5 separate regions of the Mus musculus genome follow, and all the other regions are linked to region 1. A link is a contact called in public HiChIP or PLAC-seq data. All regions are on one chromosome and are shown on one strand. Each heading gives the region's core, a stretch centred on a gene start, on an enhancer-like site or on the middle of the called end of the contact. The rest is flanking DNA. Distances are from core to core; before and after follow the strand shown. Region 1 has its middle 10 kb from the start of Gm31190. Region 2 holds the start of AW549542 (expressed sequence AW549542). Region 3 overlaps Tbx3os1 (T-box 3, opposite strand 1). Region 4 has its middle 21 kb from the start of Tbx3os2. Region 5 holds the start of Tbx3os2 (T-box 3, opposite strand 2).

Evidence for each region. HiChIP or PLAC-seq counts read pairs in DNA pulled down with a chosen protein or histone mark.
Region 2: a contact with region 1 is called in an H3K27ac HiChIP or PLAC-seq map of embryonic stem cells, with 11 read pairs. The contact joins the promoter of AW549542 here to the enhancer-like site in region 1. A contact is called at or near these places in 1 of 15 datasets of contacts at CTCF or cohesin (embryonic stem cells), 16 of 484 Hi-C or Micro-C datasets (LSK cells, embryonic stem cells, liver and 1 more), 5 of 115 datasets of contacts at active chromatin or transcription factors (all in embryonic stem cells) and 1 of 9 other capture datasets (embryonic stem cells).
Region 3: an H3K4me3 HiChIP or PLAC-seq map of embryonic stem cells shows a contact between it and region 1, with 26 read pairs. The contact joins two enhancer-like sites. A contact is called at or near these places in 12 of 39 promoter capture datasets (the 3T3-L1 cell line, 3T3-L1-derived adipocytes, the HPC-7 cell line and 7 more), 6 of 484 Hi-C or Micro-C datasets (the C2C12 cell line, cranial neural crest, embryonic fibroblasts and 2 more), 8 of 115 datasets of contacts at active chromatin or transcription factors (craniofacial prominence, embryonic limb bud, embryonic stem cells and 1 more) and 1 of 9 other capture datasets (embryonic tail).
Region 4: an H3K27ac HiChIP or PLAC-seq map of embryonic stem cells shows a contact between it and region 1, with 9 read pairs. The contact joins two enhancer-like sites. A contact is called at or near these places in 2 of 15 datasets of contacts at CTCF or cohesin (embryonic stem cells and stem cell-derived epiblast-like cells), 3 of 484 Hi-C or Micro-C datasets (embryonic stem cells and stem cell-derived epiblast-like cells), 9 of 115 datasets of contacts at active chromatin or transcription factors (astrocytes, embryonic stem cells and stem cell-derived neural progenitor cells) and 1 of 9 other capture datasets (embryonic stem cells).
Region 5: a contact with region 1 is called in an H3K27ac HiChIP or PLAC-seq map of embryonic stem cells, with 17 read pairs. The contact joins the promoter of Tbx3os2 here to the enhancer-like site in region 1. A contact is called at or near these places in 1 of 39 promoter capture datasets (embryonic stem cells), 4 of 15 datasets of contacts at CTCF or cohesin (embryonic stem cells and pro-B cells), 50 of 484 Hi-C or Micro-C datasets (differentiating embryonic stem cells, embryonic limb bud, embryonic stem cells and 14 more), 20 of 115 datasets of contacts at active chromatin or transcription factors (craniofacial prominence, embryonic forebrain, embryonic limb bud and 4 more) and 1 of 9 other capture datasets (embryonic stem cells).

What each region holds. Positions count from the first base shown.
Region 1 is chr5:119,309,148-119,311,847 of GRCm38.p6, reverse strand. No RefSeq gene overlaps it. Among named protein-coding and RNA genes, the nearest start is that of Gm31190, 10 kb to the right of the region's middle. Within about 2 kb of position 1,422, at least 22 of the 459 cell types and tissues checked have an H3K27ac peak or open chromatin away from gene starts, as enhancers often do. A contact at or near this core is called in embryonic stem cells and induced pluripotent stem cells, where this site is marked.
Region 2 is chr5:119,578,913-119,581,612 of GRCm38.p6, reverse strand. It overlaps AW549542 (expressed sequence AW549542), which reads left to right and starts at 1,255. Exons shown (of 5, transcript NR_045702.1): 1 at 1,255-1,352.
Region 3 is chr5:119,656,723-119,659,422 of GRCm38.p6, reverse strand. All of the region lies in intron 1 of Tbx3os1 (T-box 3, opposite strand 1), which reads left to right. It overlaps Gm16064 (a long non-coding RNA gene), which reads right to left. Exons shown (of 2, transcript XR_878735.2): 2 at 161-406. Among named protein-coding and RNA genes, the nearest start is that of Gm16064, 12 kb to the right of the region's middle. Within about 2 kb of position 1,437, at least 6 of the 459 cell types and tissues checked have an H3K27ac peak or open chromatin away from gene starts, as enhancers often do. A contact at or near this core is called in embryonic stem cells, where this site is marked.
Region 4 is chr5:119,710,790-119,713,489 of GRCm38.p6, reverse strand. No RefSeq gene overlaps it. Among named protein-coding and RNA genes, the nearest start is that of Tbx3os2, 21 kb to the right of the region's middle. Within about 2 kb of position 1,264, at least 10 of the 459 cell types and tissues checked have an H3K27ac peak or open chromatin away from gene starts, as enhancers often do. A contact at or near this core is called in embryonic stem cells, where this site is marked.
Region 5 is chr5:119,689,793-119,692,492 of GRCm38.p6, reverse strand. It overlaps Tbx3os2 (T-box 3, opposite strand 2), which reads left to right and starts at 1,275. Exons shown (of 3, transcript NR_040416.1): 1 at 1,275-1,485.

The sequences.
Region 1 (2,700 bases), core at 173-2,672:
GCATGGGGGAGAGGGGGTATGAGGGGGGCACAGAATTTTGCAAGTAGAGGAAGTGGTGGTGTGCAAGCAGAGGCAGGGCTGAATAGCCTAGGATGCTCTTGGCACCCATGGCTCAGAGGATACCAGGTTGCTAACTATCACATTTTTAAGTCTAAGCTCGGAGTAATGGAATAGTCTACAGCCGTGAAAACAAAGGAACTCCAGCTACATGCAAGAGTTATGATTCTTTCAAATGTCACAAAGACACACAGACACACAGACACACACACATACAGAGACACACACAGACACAGACACACAGACACACAGACACACACACACACACACACACACACACACACACACACACACAAGTGGTGCTCCTGAAAGAATTTAGAAATCAAGCACAGACACACTGTCTTCTTGATTGACCCGCATACAGGTAACAATGTTGCTAAGAACAGTGAAGGTGCTTTGTCTTGTTGATTGAAGGATGCACAGGTAACAGTGTTGCTAAGACCCGTGGGAAGAATGCAGTCAGACCAGACCACGGGAGAGATGTCCTAAAAGGGAGCAGGTTGTGTGTGTGTGTGTGTGTGTGTGTGTGTGTGTGTGTTCAGGTGACTGTGATCAGAAAGTGACTTGAGGGTTACAGGACACCAGCCACGATGTTTTCTTTGACCAGAGTGATGGTTGAATGACTGCTAAATTTTACTATTATATTGATTGATTGTACATATTTTCTCCTCCCTCCCTCCCCCTTTCTCCCCTTTCATTCTTTCCATTTCCCTCTTCCTTTCCTTCTCTTTCTCCCTCCCTCTCTCCCTCCTTCTCTCTTTCTCCCTCTGTCCTTCCCCCCTCTCCTCCTCCCTCTCTTCCCTTTCACTCTTTCCATTTCCCTCTTCCTTCTCTTACTTTCGTTCTCCTTCCCTCCTTATCTCTCTCCCTCCCTCTCCCCCACTTTCCCCTTTCTCAGTGTTAGAGACTGAACCCAGGGCCTTGAAGATGGTAGGAAAGCATTGTATCCCTGAGTTACATCCTCAGGCCCCTGTTCTAGTCACACTTTGGTGTAAGTTGAAACAGGTGTGCACACTCAGTATGAGTGCATAACTCAAAGATCTGGCCAGCATGGCGTCGTGTTACAAAAACATCCCGAAAGCTGGCTGGGTAGCTCTGCCAAGGAGCTCCAGTTCACTCCTGGAAATGGCAGCTTTGGAGTGATGTGATGCCCGTGCCTCTCACCAGAGGCTTTGACACATCCTGAGTCTGACATGATGTCACACTGGAGAAGGAGAAGCAGGCACTAGGCACATCCCCCAGGGATAAAGGCACAGATGAGAAGCCCAGAGAAACTCCAAGGTCACCCATCACTTGAGCTAAGGATGCTCTTGGCATCCTTCAGGCCTCAGCACAAGGGGCTTAACCAGCAGCGCCTCACCCATATCTCAAGCTCTAGCCAGTTAGATCCAGACTGGGCCTGCACTCAGCTGCCTAGCTGCACAAAAGCACTATTGTTCCGTCTTATTTTCATGGAGGAAGTAGCCCATCACAGCTACAGGAGTCTTGGCCAAGCCTCGGGCATGAACAGGGGAAGGTGCTTCTCCCTCTGTTGGCTGTTGACAGCCGAGCGTCTGCCTTGGCCACGCCAGCCCTTAACAAAGTGCCCAGCACCCAGGATCCGCAGCAAGGGCAGCGGAAATAGGAGCCTCTGAATTCCAGGAGTCACATGGTGCCTATTCTGAGGCTAGCCTCCTTCCCCTCCCCCAAAGTGCTATGCCTTGGTCACAGAGCGTTCACACCAAGTATAAAACAAGAACACACCTCCGTTTGGATTGGACGGACTAAGCCATTTCATCAGAAAAGGATCAGCTCCTGCGAGGGCACTCACTAGGGTCCACTGAGCCAAGACCTAATTAAACCTCCTGGAAGAAGGATCTCTTGTTCAAGAAAGGGAGGTCTGTGCTGTGTCTTTGGAGAAATCGCCCAGCGTCCTGCCCTTGGGTTGCCCTGGCTAATGTTATGTCAACTTGGCATAAACTAGAGTCAACTAAAAGGAGGAACCCCTGATGGAGAAAATGCCATCCATAAGATCAGGCTCTAAACCAGATTATTGATTGATGGGGGAGGACCCAGCCCATTATGGGTCATGTCATCCTTGGGCTGGCTCTTCTGGCCTCTATAAGAAATTAGGGGGAACAAGCCAGTAAGCAGCACCCCTCCATGGCTTCTACACCAGCTCCTGACTCTAGGTTTGAGTTCCTGACCTGGCTTCTTTCGATGATGGATTACAATGTGGAAGTGTAAGTCAAATAAACCCTTTCCTCCCTGACTTGCTATTTGGTCCTAATGTTTCATCACAGCCAGAGAAGCCTCAACAAGGACATGGCCGCCAGAAAAGCACACGGAATACGTGTCGAGGATGGGCTCAGTGCAGAGAATGTTGACATTGCCATGGCAATGTGAGATTCGTCGGAGAGTAGCCATCAGTCAACTGCTCTGTGAAGTGCGTGGGTCTGTGGCCACAGCTTAATTCCAAAGATAAAGTGAAAAACAGCGAATGAAGCTCTTCCCCAAAAGCATGTGTAGAGAGGGAATTGTTTTTTCTCTTTTCTTTGCTTTGAAAAGCTGGGAGGAAACTTTGACAAACGGGAAGGATGCTGATCCTGATGCAAACACTATGGGCATCAATGATGCTAATGTTTAAGGATAGAACTATTACTG
Region 2 (2,700 bases), core at 6-2,505, 270 kb before region 1:
AAGAAAGCTGGGTGGTAATGGCGCACACCTTTAATCCTAGCACTTAAGAGGCAGAGGCAGGCAGATTTCTGAGTTTGAGACCAGTCTGGTCTACAGAGTTCCAGGACAGCCAGGGCTATACAGAGAAACCCTGTCTCGAAAAACCGAAAAAAAAAAAAATGTTTGGGCAAGCCTCGGGCCTGTTGCTCTTATCAGTCTTGGGTTGAATAGCAGGATGAGGGACCTTGGCTCTGCTGAACTGTGGTTGATTGATGGGTACACACATGGTCTTCAGCTGAACCCACCAGCCACCATGCATTAGCACCAAACCCACAGCCACACACCCAAACACAAAAGGATTTGTGTGTGAGTGTGTGTGTGTGTGTGTGTGTGTGTGTGTGGTGTGTGACAAAGGGGAAGGGGACTAAAAGCGTGGGAGGGTGACAGTGGCCAGAAGCTAGCATACATTACATACATACAAAAACTGTCAAGGAGCAAAGTTAATGAGTTAAAAATATAGGTGTGTCTGTGTGTACACAAATAAATAAATTGTGGGTCGACCAGATGGCTCAGTGGGTAAAAGGTGCTTGTGGCTAAGCTTGATGTCCTGACTTTGATCTCTAGGATCCACACAGTAGAAAGAGAGGGCCAACTCCAGTAGGTTGTCCTCTGATCTCCCCATGTGTGCCTTGGCCCAATCAATCAATACATGTAATAATAATGATTTTTTAAAAAAACAACACCAAATTGTGCTGTGACCATTCGTTTGCCCACAATATAGATTCCTTAGATTTTTGTCAGTTGTATATGGCTTTACCATCCATTTATTCATCTGAGGGTTTGTTTTTCTTTCTTTTCTTTTTTTTTTTTCTTTTGGCATTTGGTCAGGTTTGAGCATTGGCTTCCTCACCCTCCAGCACTTCAGCAATGCACATCGCTAGCTAGAGTTCAAGGTTTGCTTGTTTTCTGAGAGGAAATTTACACACAGAGAAATGCTTAAAGCTTAAGGGCACCATTCTCTAAATATTGACAAGTGCACGCAGGGCTGTAGCTAGAGCCCTTATCAGAAGAGATAACATTCTCGCCTCCTTTCTTCCTGCCCCTCAGCCACCAGGGCAGGCTGTCCCTCCACCCAGTCTGTTAGCTTTGCCTATTCTAAAACCGAGGCAGAAACAGAATCCTATATAGCCCCACGATTTTACTTTATTTCAAGGTGATGCGTTGAAGAGCCATCTAGGATAAAACTTGTATCTGTTGCTTTCTTTTCCTTATTACAGTGAAGACCCAAAGATCTTCAACCAAGCTGGGCAAGTGTTCAACCATTGAGCTACACCCCCGACCCTCCCTTCCGTTTGGCTGCAACAATAAACCAGGTAGACTCTGGGCTGTGATTGTTCTGGAAGAGATAATGATGGGGTGGGTTGTTTAGACTTCCGCATTAAGGGCTTTGTGTATTATCTCCATCTTCTGACTTTAGAAAACTCCCTCTGCTTGGAGATAAACTGGCTTAGGCTTTAGGAAAAACACCATTGTTAAGCCATTTGATTCCAAGTACCTGTCTGCTTTGCATTTTGGTTCAATCTCCATCGCTCCAAGTTGTCAAAAAGGCACCTTGGAAGCCTGCCCTGCCCTGTCTGCAAAGGTGTCCCATAGGGTGTGTCAGGACTTCTCCTAGGAGTGGCCTTCTGTCAGAGATTAGCCATGCTAAGTAACTTGTGACCCTGGAGAACCAGTGGCAACCTGACTGAAATTTCTAACAATAGCAACTGAAGATTTTGAACCCAGTCTGTCTCAAGATGGCTCAATTTATGGCTTGATGGCTTTTAACCAACCAGTGTTGCTACCATCAAGTACTCTTTGTAACAACTGGGCTTTGCACTTTATAGCCCAGGCTGGACTCCATCCAAATTGCTATGTAGTCAATGCTGGCCTTCAACTTCTAATCCTCCTCCCACCCCCACCATTTATTTATTTATTTATTTATTTATTTATTTATTTATTTATCTATTTATTTTTGAGAGTCTTTCTATGCCATTCTGACAGAACTCACAGTGTAGTCCAGACTTGCCTTGAACTCACAGAAATCCTCCTGCCCCAGCCTCCCAAGTGTTGGAATGGCAGTCATGTGCCACCACACCCACCTCCTCGCTTTGAGTTTTAGCTTCTGATCTTCCTGGCCTAGGGTTAGGGAGGTGCTCTCTCCCAGAGCTTGATGGACCCGGGTACAGTAGCAGAGTGGAAAGAGGTCTATGAGGCAGTTGAACAGAAGACAAATTTACCTAGGCCCCTGTGCCTGGGAAACTAGGGACAGAGGAGTCTGGGCTTGGCTCTAGGTGGAGACTCTGGGACCACTCTCCATTACTTTGTGTGCTGCCTGTCTCCATTACCCGTTGTCTGTTAGCATATTCCAATCTCTATGCTGAGTTGTTCTCTCTTTCTCTCTCTCTCTCTTAAAATATCATAGTGTCTCATATAGCATAGGTTGGCCTTCACCTTACCACAGACTCAAAGTCGTGATCCTCCCACCTCTACCTTCCAGCTGCCTGGGTTACAGGCTTAACTACCAAGCTTCATTTATACCACAGTGTTGGGGATGGGATTAGGGCTTTACGCATGTGAGGCAAACACTCTACCAACTGAGCTACATCTCCACTTCCTCAGGACATTTCTTTTTTTCTTTTTAAAAAAGATTTATTGGGCTTGAGAGATGGCTCAGCGGGT
Region 3 (2,700 bases), core at 188-2,687, 350 kb before region 1:
AAGAATGTCAAAGAAGACACAGAGACTAAAAGGGGAATACTCATTTGGGCTGCCTGTGGTGGTACATGCTGCTGAGGCAGGAGGATTACAGCAAGTTGGAGACCTGCTTGGGCACTATAGCAAGAATAAGCAACAACAACAACACAACAAAAGAATTGTGTCTAGTTCCAAAAATACATTTTAAGGGAATTAGTGCTTCTCCAAATGGATTCTAATGTGCAAAACAAGTCCAGGAAAAACAAACCTATTTTGAGATGATAGAAATGAAGCTTGGTGTAAGTGCTGGAAAACCCGGGTTTCCACAAGTGTTTGCTGAGTACATTCTAACTCCCGAACACTGCACACCATTCTGGAAGCTCATGGGAGGAAGGGTTCCTTCCAGGTTGGCCGTCCTGAGTTTTCTTTGCTGGGGTTAAAAAAGAATACATTTTAGCCCATTTTGAAGACAAGAAAACAGAAGATCTAGGAAGCAGGGGGTGGAAGGAGACAGTTAACTCCAAGGTCTTAAAAAAGGTAGCACTAGACAGTGGCAAGGTGACGCTACGCAGGTTTTCAGTCCTAGGAAGGTTAGCTGCTGGGAACTTCGGAAACTAGGTCCAACAGCCAGGTCCCCACAGGGTGAAGGGCACTGGCAGGCATCACCATTCGTACTTCTCCAGAACTGCTAGCTTCCAGAATTGAGATCTAACTGCTTCCACTCAGTGTGAGCTCTTTGCTTCTGAGTGGATTGAGACCTCCTCCCAAACCTCTAAGGAGGCTCACTCCACAGCACCGCTGTTGAAATAGCACCCGCCAAGGAATCCCATAATCCTTTTCCCCACTCCCTGTCAGTCCCACTCCCCATCAGTGTCCCAATGCCTTAGACCGCTTTCCAGGTAACGTGAGCCTTGAGTGTTTGTTGATTGGCTGGATAGACTAACTCTCCTTTAATTTTTTTTTTCCAGGAAACACATGAGAAGTTGGTTTATGTGTATGTGTGTGTGTGTTTTGTTTTTTTTTGTTTGTTTGTTTGTTTTTGCTTGTTTGTGAATGAATAAGGGTGAGACTGGTGGATAAGGTAAGAGTGATTTTGATATCTTCTGGTGCCTGAGAAAGCCACTTTCCAGCAGCTTTGGGAAGGAAGGCACTTTGACTTTGTCTATATTTTCGCCCTATACTTCGTTAGGATGATGGATGAGGGAGAGAGCCCACCCCACTGTGAGGTCAACTTAATAGACTGGGATCTTCTCCCTCCACTGAAACTGACAGTTCTTCCTCATGGCTGCCTGCTGGGTTCCACCCAAAAGGTGACTTTTCGTGTCTAGCTCCCAGGAAGCTGAGTGTCCAGTCTAGCTCCATTCTGATGAGCCTTCAGGCAGCCAAGGCTGGGAAATCACATCCCACTCCCATCCTGGATAGAGGGCTTGGCTTGAATGTATCACCTGGTCCTCGGACTTCCCAGACATGGGCAGAGTCCCTCCTTGAATCTCTAGGGTTCCAATCAGACTCTAGACCATCTCAGCTCCCAGTCGCTTACTCAAATAAGTTTTTTTTTTTCCGACAATTATTTGAGAAATTCTCCCGGGAACAGGAATGGCCACAGTTTTCTCACACCTCAGATGCATTTTTGTTGCTCTTCGGAAAAGGCAGGTAATTTCACGGAGAAGCTCATTTGCCCCAGGTAACTTACTGACACACTGGGGCACCTAGAAGCCCGCAGCTGCACAGCCAGTTTCTTCTTGAGCCTTTTTAATCTCAATGGGGATGCTTGGTTGATGACTGGGTATTACCCTCGCCCCCTCGCCCCACCCCCACCCCCATTACTGTAGAATCACTCACTATGCAGCAACCTTGAACTTCCAATCCCCCTGCCTCCATTCCATCTCCCCAGTGCTAGGGATTCGCATGCTGATCAACCCCAGAGTTTCCTGCATACTAGGCATGCACTCTACCAATGGAACCACACCCAAGTTGGTATCTCACTGGCTTTGGGGCTTGGTCCAGGAGAGCTGCGAAATTGGTGGCGGTCAGGGAAGTGGCTGGAGGACAAAACCTAAATTTTGGAAATGGAGATCTTTCAAGATTTTTTTTTAATGTATAGACAAGTGTGTGTGTGTGTGTGTGTGTGTGTGTGTGTGTGTGTGTGTGTGTGTGTGTGCAATCGATATAGTCCAGACAGCACTTCACAAAGGGGCTCCAGGCGGTGCCTCCTCAACACAGCCTCTTACCCACCGCCCGTCGGGAATTAATTGAGCCCTGAAAGAAGGAACCAAGGAGCTCCAGATAATTAGTCAAGAAATGAATCAAGCCCCAGCGGTCTGGCCAGGACTCCTAGGGCGCTGGTTTTGTGCAAGCCCGAATGGGTCACTGGGTCGGTGGGGAGCTGGTCTTAGGCCGGGTGTGGCGCGGCGGGAAGCTCGGCTTGGACGCCTGGGCCCGGCGCCCTGAGCACTGGCTCCTCCTTCCGTCTGTCTGTTTCGGTCTGTTCCCCCCACCCCTGGTTTCTTTCTTCCCCTCTGATCTTGGCCGTCACCCCCCTCTTCTTTCCGGTTCTCTCCAGTTCCCCCCAGACTGGATTGATCGAGGTTCTTGTGAGCCCTAGCCTTAGGCTGGAGGCATCTGGGGATTCGAGATGCTGGGGATGGTCCGAACCCCGAGACTGAGAGGGACCTGCAGGAATGCCACCTCCACCCGCAACTTTGGAGACCAGAGACTGCTATA
Region 4 (2,700 bases), core at 15-2,514, 400 kb before region 1:
GATGTAGCGTGCACGATTTGTACCAGTGGGCTTGCAAGTGAAATATCAGTACAGCTAAAACGGCCTGCCTCAGCAAGAATGGGGTAATCCAAGCTTGTAATTCCAACATTTTAGAGGCTGACGCAGGAGATTGTCGAGAGTTTAAGGTCAGGCAGGGCCACACCTATTTCCAGATCGACCTGGGCTCCAAAGTGAAACCCTGTCTCCAACAAATAACGACAATGAAACAAAGAACTAAATAAACAAACGGAGAAAATAACCTTTACTATAGTGAGCCACATGACCTGGAGCTGACCTTGTGACGGCTGATGTGTGCTCTCAGTGGAGCCTTCTGGAAGCAAGACACAACTGTTCAAATTCACTCTTTTTTCTTCTTCATACTCAGAACGTGCAGGCTGACGTGGCCGCTCATGGCCACGAGGGGGCAGCAGAGCCCCAGCGTCGTCTGCCGACCCAAGGTCGGTCGGTGGTGGCTGCCTGTCCTCCACCGCAGGAAATTGCAGGCGCCTCCTGGTTTAAGCAAAGCTAATTGTTCAAGAGTCCCAGACTTTTCTGGGATCAGATAAAGCTGGCTGTGTGACTTTGAACAACTCATTAACCTTTCTAAGCCTTAAGAAACGATAGATAATGGCCAGTGACTACGCCAAAGGCATTGTCGTTAAAAAAAAAAAAAAAAAAGTAAAGGACACTGTGTAAAGCGCTGTCCGGCAAAGACAGGATCAAGAGGAAGCGGGGTTCAGGAAGGAGGGCTCGATGTTTGTCACAACAAGTTCATAAAGAAAAAAAAAAAAGCGCGGAGACTTGAGCAAAGTCCTGCATGTCTGCATGTTTATGGGGGAAATGAAGACCCAACAATGGCAGGGCATTAACCGAAGGGAACTGTTTACTCTAAAGGGTTTGCACTCCACGGAAGGCAAAACAAGAAGGCTGGGGAACCCTGATGCAGAATGTGAAGTCACTTGCTGCTGGTGTAAAGAGAATGCAGTAATGTGTGTGTATGTGTGGTGTGTGTGTACACACACGCACACCTGTGCATTTATGTGTGTAGATGTGTGCACGTGTCTGTACGTGTGCACTTCAGATTCGGTCATCTCTTGCCACCTTGTTTCAGACAGGTCCTTTTTGTTGGTGGCCACTGTGCTGCAGCCTAGCTGGCCTGTCAGCTCCCCAGAATTCTTCTGTCTCTGCCTCCCACCTCACCCTGGGGACTGAGATTGCTGATACCCCAGGTGCTGTGTGGGTTCTGGGGAATTCAAAGTCAGCTGCTCACACTTTACCCCAGGGCTCTGTTCTTTTGTTTTAGGGCAGAGTCTGCTAAGTATCCAGGCTGCCCTTGAACTTCCTTTCCCTGGCCTCCCGCACTTGCTAGGATTACAGATGAGCACCGCTGTGCCTGGCTATGGTGGCTACTTTACAACACCATGGGAGAGTGGATTGAGACCAGTGAGGTTGGTAGATCTTTAATCCTAGGACTTGGGAGACAGAAAAAAATTCAGGTGAGAAGCACAAACACTCTCAAGTGACCAGAGCCACCTGAGCAGTAAGAGCACTGCTGGCTCCAAACACTGGATCTCAAATTATACTACGTAGTTAGAGCAGCACAAGATTTGACTTTCTCAATGTTCAACTATGCATCGTGTTCATGCAGTGCCCATGGGGGCCAGAAGAGGGTGCAACGTCACCTGAAACCTGAGTTACAGATGGTTGTCCCCTGTCGTGTGGGTGCTGTGAATCCAGGTCCTCTGGGAGAGCAGCCAGCACTCTTAACCACTGAGTCATCTCTCTAGACCCTTGGTTTTGGGGTTTTGTTTTGTTTTGTTTATGACAGGGTCTCCTTATGTAGTCCTGGCGGGCTTGGACACCTGTCTCTGCCTAGACAGTGCAGGGATTAAAATGTGTGACATCGCCGTGCCCTCTTCTGGCCTCCTCCAGCACCAGGTAGCCACGTGCTACCCAGGCAGAAGATCTATACACATACACATACACATAAAGTCAAATAATAATTTTAAGATATTTTAGGGGAAAAATGGTAAAGCAATCGGGGTGTGGAGACTGAGGCAGGAGGATTGTAAGACTGAGCACTGCCTGGATATATTGGAGTTGTGGAGGGGTAGTAAAAAAGTAAGACGACCTGAGATCAAATCCCAGCACCAGTGTAAAAAGCACTGGGGACAGAGACAAGCAGATATGTCCCAGGAGGTCAATGTCCAATTAATTAATTAATCAATTAATTTTGTCTATGTGTGCATGAGTATGTGTACCACTGGACCCGAGTGAAGATCAGAGGTCAAGTTATGAGAGTCTTGCCTTCCACCATGTGGGTCCTAAGGATTGAATTCAGGTCCTCTGGCTTGGTGGCAAGCACCTTTATCCACTGAGCCACCCCCTGGCTTGTCCAGGGATTTTGTTTCATGTTCCTCTCCACCTCATCCCCTTTGGTAGCTCTTGTTTGAGCTTTTGTTTTGTTTTCTGCTAGGGACTGAAGAAGGGACTCCAGACCTCAGGCATGCTAGGAAAGCACTCTACCACTGGGCTGCGCTCTCGGCCTCTCTTACCCGCTAGGTCTAGGTCTTTCTGCGGAGGCACCACATCTGAGCACTGCATTTTACAGAGGAGAATTGGCGGCTCAGAGGATGACCTTGTTTGCCCCAGGTTCCATGGTCGATGGACATCCGAGAAAATAAAAGGTTGCTTCTCCCC
Region 5 (2,700 bases), core at 26-2,525, 380 kb before region 1:
TGAATTCATAGACAGGACATCCCTGAGCTCATAGAACCAGCCAGTTGTCACCAGTGCCCAAGTTTGAAACCTAGGCTGAGGGAGCACTGGGAGAAGGAAGGTGACAATTTGGCCTTGAAATAGCTTGCTTCTGAAGAGTCGGGTGGCGTGCAGTTGAGAAAGGAGAGGCCAGGTCACTCCTGTCCGAGGAGGCCACTGAAGATGATGCTGTTCTATGATCATAGGACTTTTTGAAACGTGCTTCCGAGCAGGACTTTGGGATCATTCCCACTATTGGATAACTGGTAAGTTTGAGGTGAAGCAGACAGTGAATTTGATGAGCTCCAGATACGAGGATTGTGAAAGAGGGAGTCAAGGATAATCATTTAGAGACATCCACAGGAACCCAGTGGTCCAAGGACAGCTTAGAGACAATGAGCAGAAAGGTACAACCTGGGCATCATTCATCCTACAAGACCGTCATCTTCATCCTCACACAAGCTCCAAAAATTCTCTGCCATCAAGTTACATGCTGGTCCTTGGAGTATTTTAATTATCTAATAAATCGATAAAAATAATTAAATGACAAAATTAATAACTAAATCAATTAATCATAATAAAAATAATTAATAGAATAATTTAATTAACAAGTATGTATACAATGTATGTGAGTGTAAGCATGTGGATATAGCTCAGAGGACAGATTCTGGGAGTTTGAGTCTCCTTGCAGCTTATGAAGTACCCCAGGCTGGCCAGACTGTGACTTTCAGTTCTGACCTCCACTCCCACGCCCCATCTCCCCGTAGGAGTGCTGTGAGCTCAGATACATTCCTCCACATCCGACTTTTAAAAACGTGTCTTCTGAGGTTCACACTCAGCTGCCAAGCTTGCTCTGCCGGCACTATACACTCACCTCATGGCATAAGAGATGTTACACAACTTGATCAAGGTACCAAAGCAATATTGTAGCAAGGTACAAAAACAGGTCCTGTTGTTTTTATTCTACATCGTATCTTTGTGCCTCAGTACCATGTTTCCCTCCTTCCCTTACTTTATTTTTGTGCAACTTGGCATAGAATCTAGGGGCAAGCTCTACCATCCACCCCCAGCCCTCTTTCTTATTTTTAAGAGACTTGTTCTCTGCATTCGAAAAATCTCCGTGAACTTCTCCGGTGCAACCAGCAGATGGCAGCAAAGGAGCGGCTTAGCGAAGCCATGGGCGCCTGACTCACGCTGGCCGCAACTGCTCATAGCTTTTTCCCAAGGGAAGAACCCAGAAGCAGCTCAGGTAGAGTGCAGTTGTCGGTTGCCCGGTCCTGTTTTAACCTGAAGAAATCGAGAAGCGCCAGGAGGGTGCCGCTCCCATTCCAGTCATCTCCAAAGTGGTCCTGTTTAAAGACAGAGCAAAGGACCTGTATCCTCATCATCTGGAGAGGCAGACACCTACCTACACTTTATGACCTGCCTTCAAGAAAATCCTGGGGGCAGGCTCGGAGTGGAAGAGAGGTTGGTGTGGCATTTGTCTTGAGAAATGGGTGGTGTCTGGTGGGCAGGCTGGAGTCTCTTGAGTCAAGCAGGCAGCTTCCGATTTCATGGATGGTATTTTTGAAACAAATCTTGGGGCTGAGCAGGATACAGCCGGGCTGAGCTTACTCGTGGGGTAGCGAAGAGGCCTTCCTCCCCAGTAATCAGAAGGAAATAAAGAAAAACGGACCATAGATGTCCCCTTTGTTTCCTGAGCGTTTCTTTAGATGGTCATGGATTTTTTTTTTTTATGATAAGTCAAAAATTACACAGTAGTGGAGAAAGGTAGAAAACACACCCAGGCTAGCCTCTACCTTCTTCCTAATTCGAGGTCCTCTGTGCAGGCTTGGCTTGGGGGGGGGGGAGCCAATTACATATCACTGAAAGTGTTCCTGCGTTTTTGTTTTTTCTCATCTTTGCTCTGACTTCTATACAGGTGTTCCCCCAGGCCCCAGAGTAGCCTTCCTCCAACATCCACACAGGTATTTCCCAAAAGCCAACCCCACCCCACCCCACCCCTCATGTATGTCTTAGTGGAGAAAGTTTGGGATCCCAGAACTTGGAAGAGTCTGACGCAAGAGCACTGAGATTTGGTGGGGAGAGGGGTCCACGTGGGATGCAGGAGAAAAGGCTGTCATCAAACAAGATACCATCAAACAGAAAACTAGAATGTCCTGAGAGGGTTGGAGGGGGCATGGAGCAGAGGAAACCTGGCTAACCTTGACAGTATGGTGAACATTGAAGCCACATCCCCCCCACTCCACCCAGTCCCAAGCCGGGACCCCAGAAATCTCCCCACAAAAGGGCCTCCCCTACAGTTTCCTATACCTTCCACCCTGGCCTCTAGTGAGAAGTAATTTTGTTTTATGAAAAGTAGTTGCTTTTTATTGCCTGGGATAGCCTAGAGAGGGTGACCCTCCCAACAGGAAATTAACAGAGAACTCATTGAGGGTGATAATGACTGCTCATAATCATTCGGCTGATAAGTTAATATAACTGATTAATCAACTAATTATACAGTGCCCGAACACACCTACTTCCTTCAGCCTTCCCATTTAAAATAAGCAGGCTAAGACCAGGCGCTACGAGTGGGAAGTGGGAAGTGGGGAGTGGGGTGTGTGTGTGCTAAAGTTAAATTTAACCTAGGCAAGCCCCAGGCTGAAGGCACCATCTTAAATCTTAAGTCCAAATGTTCCT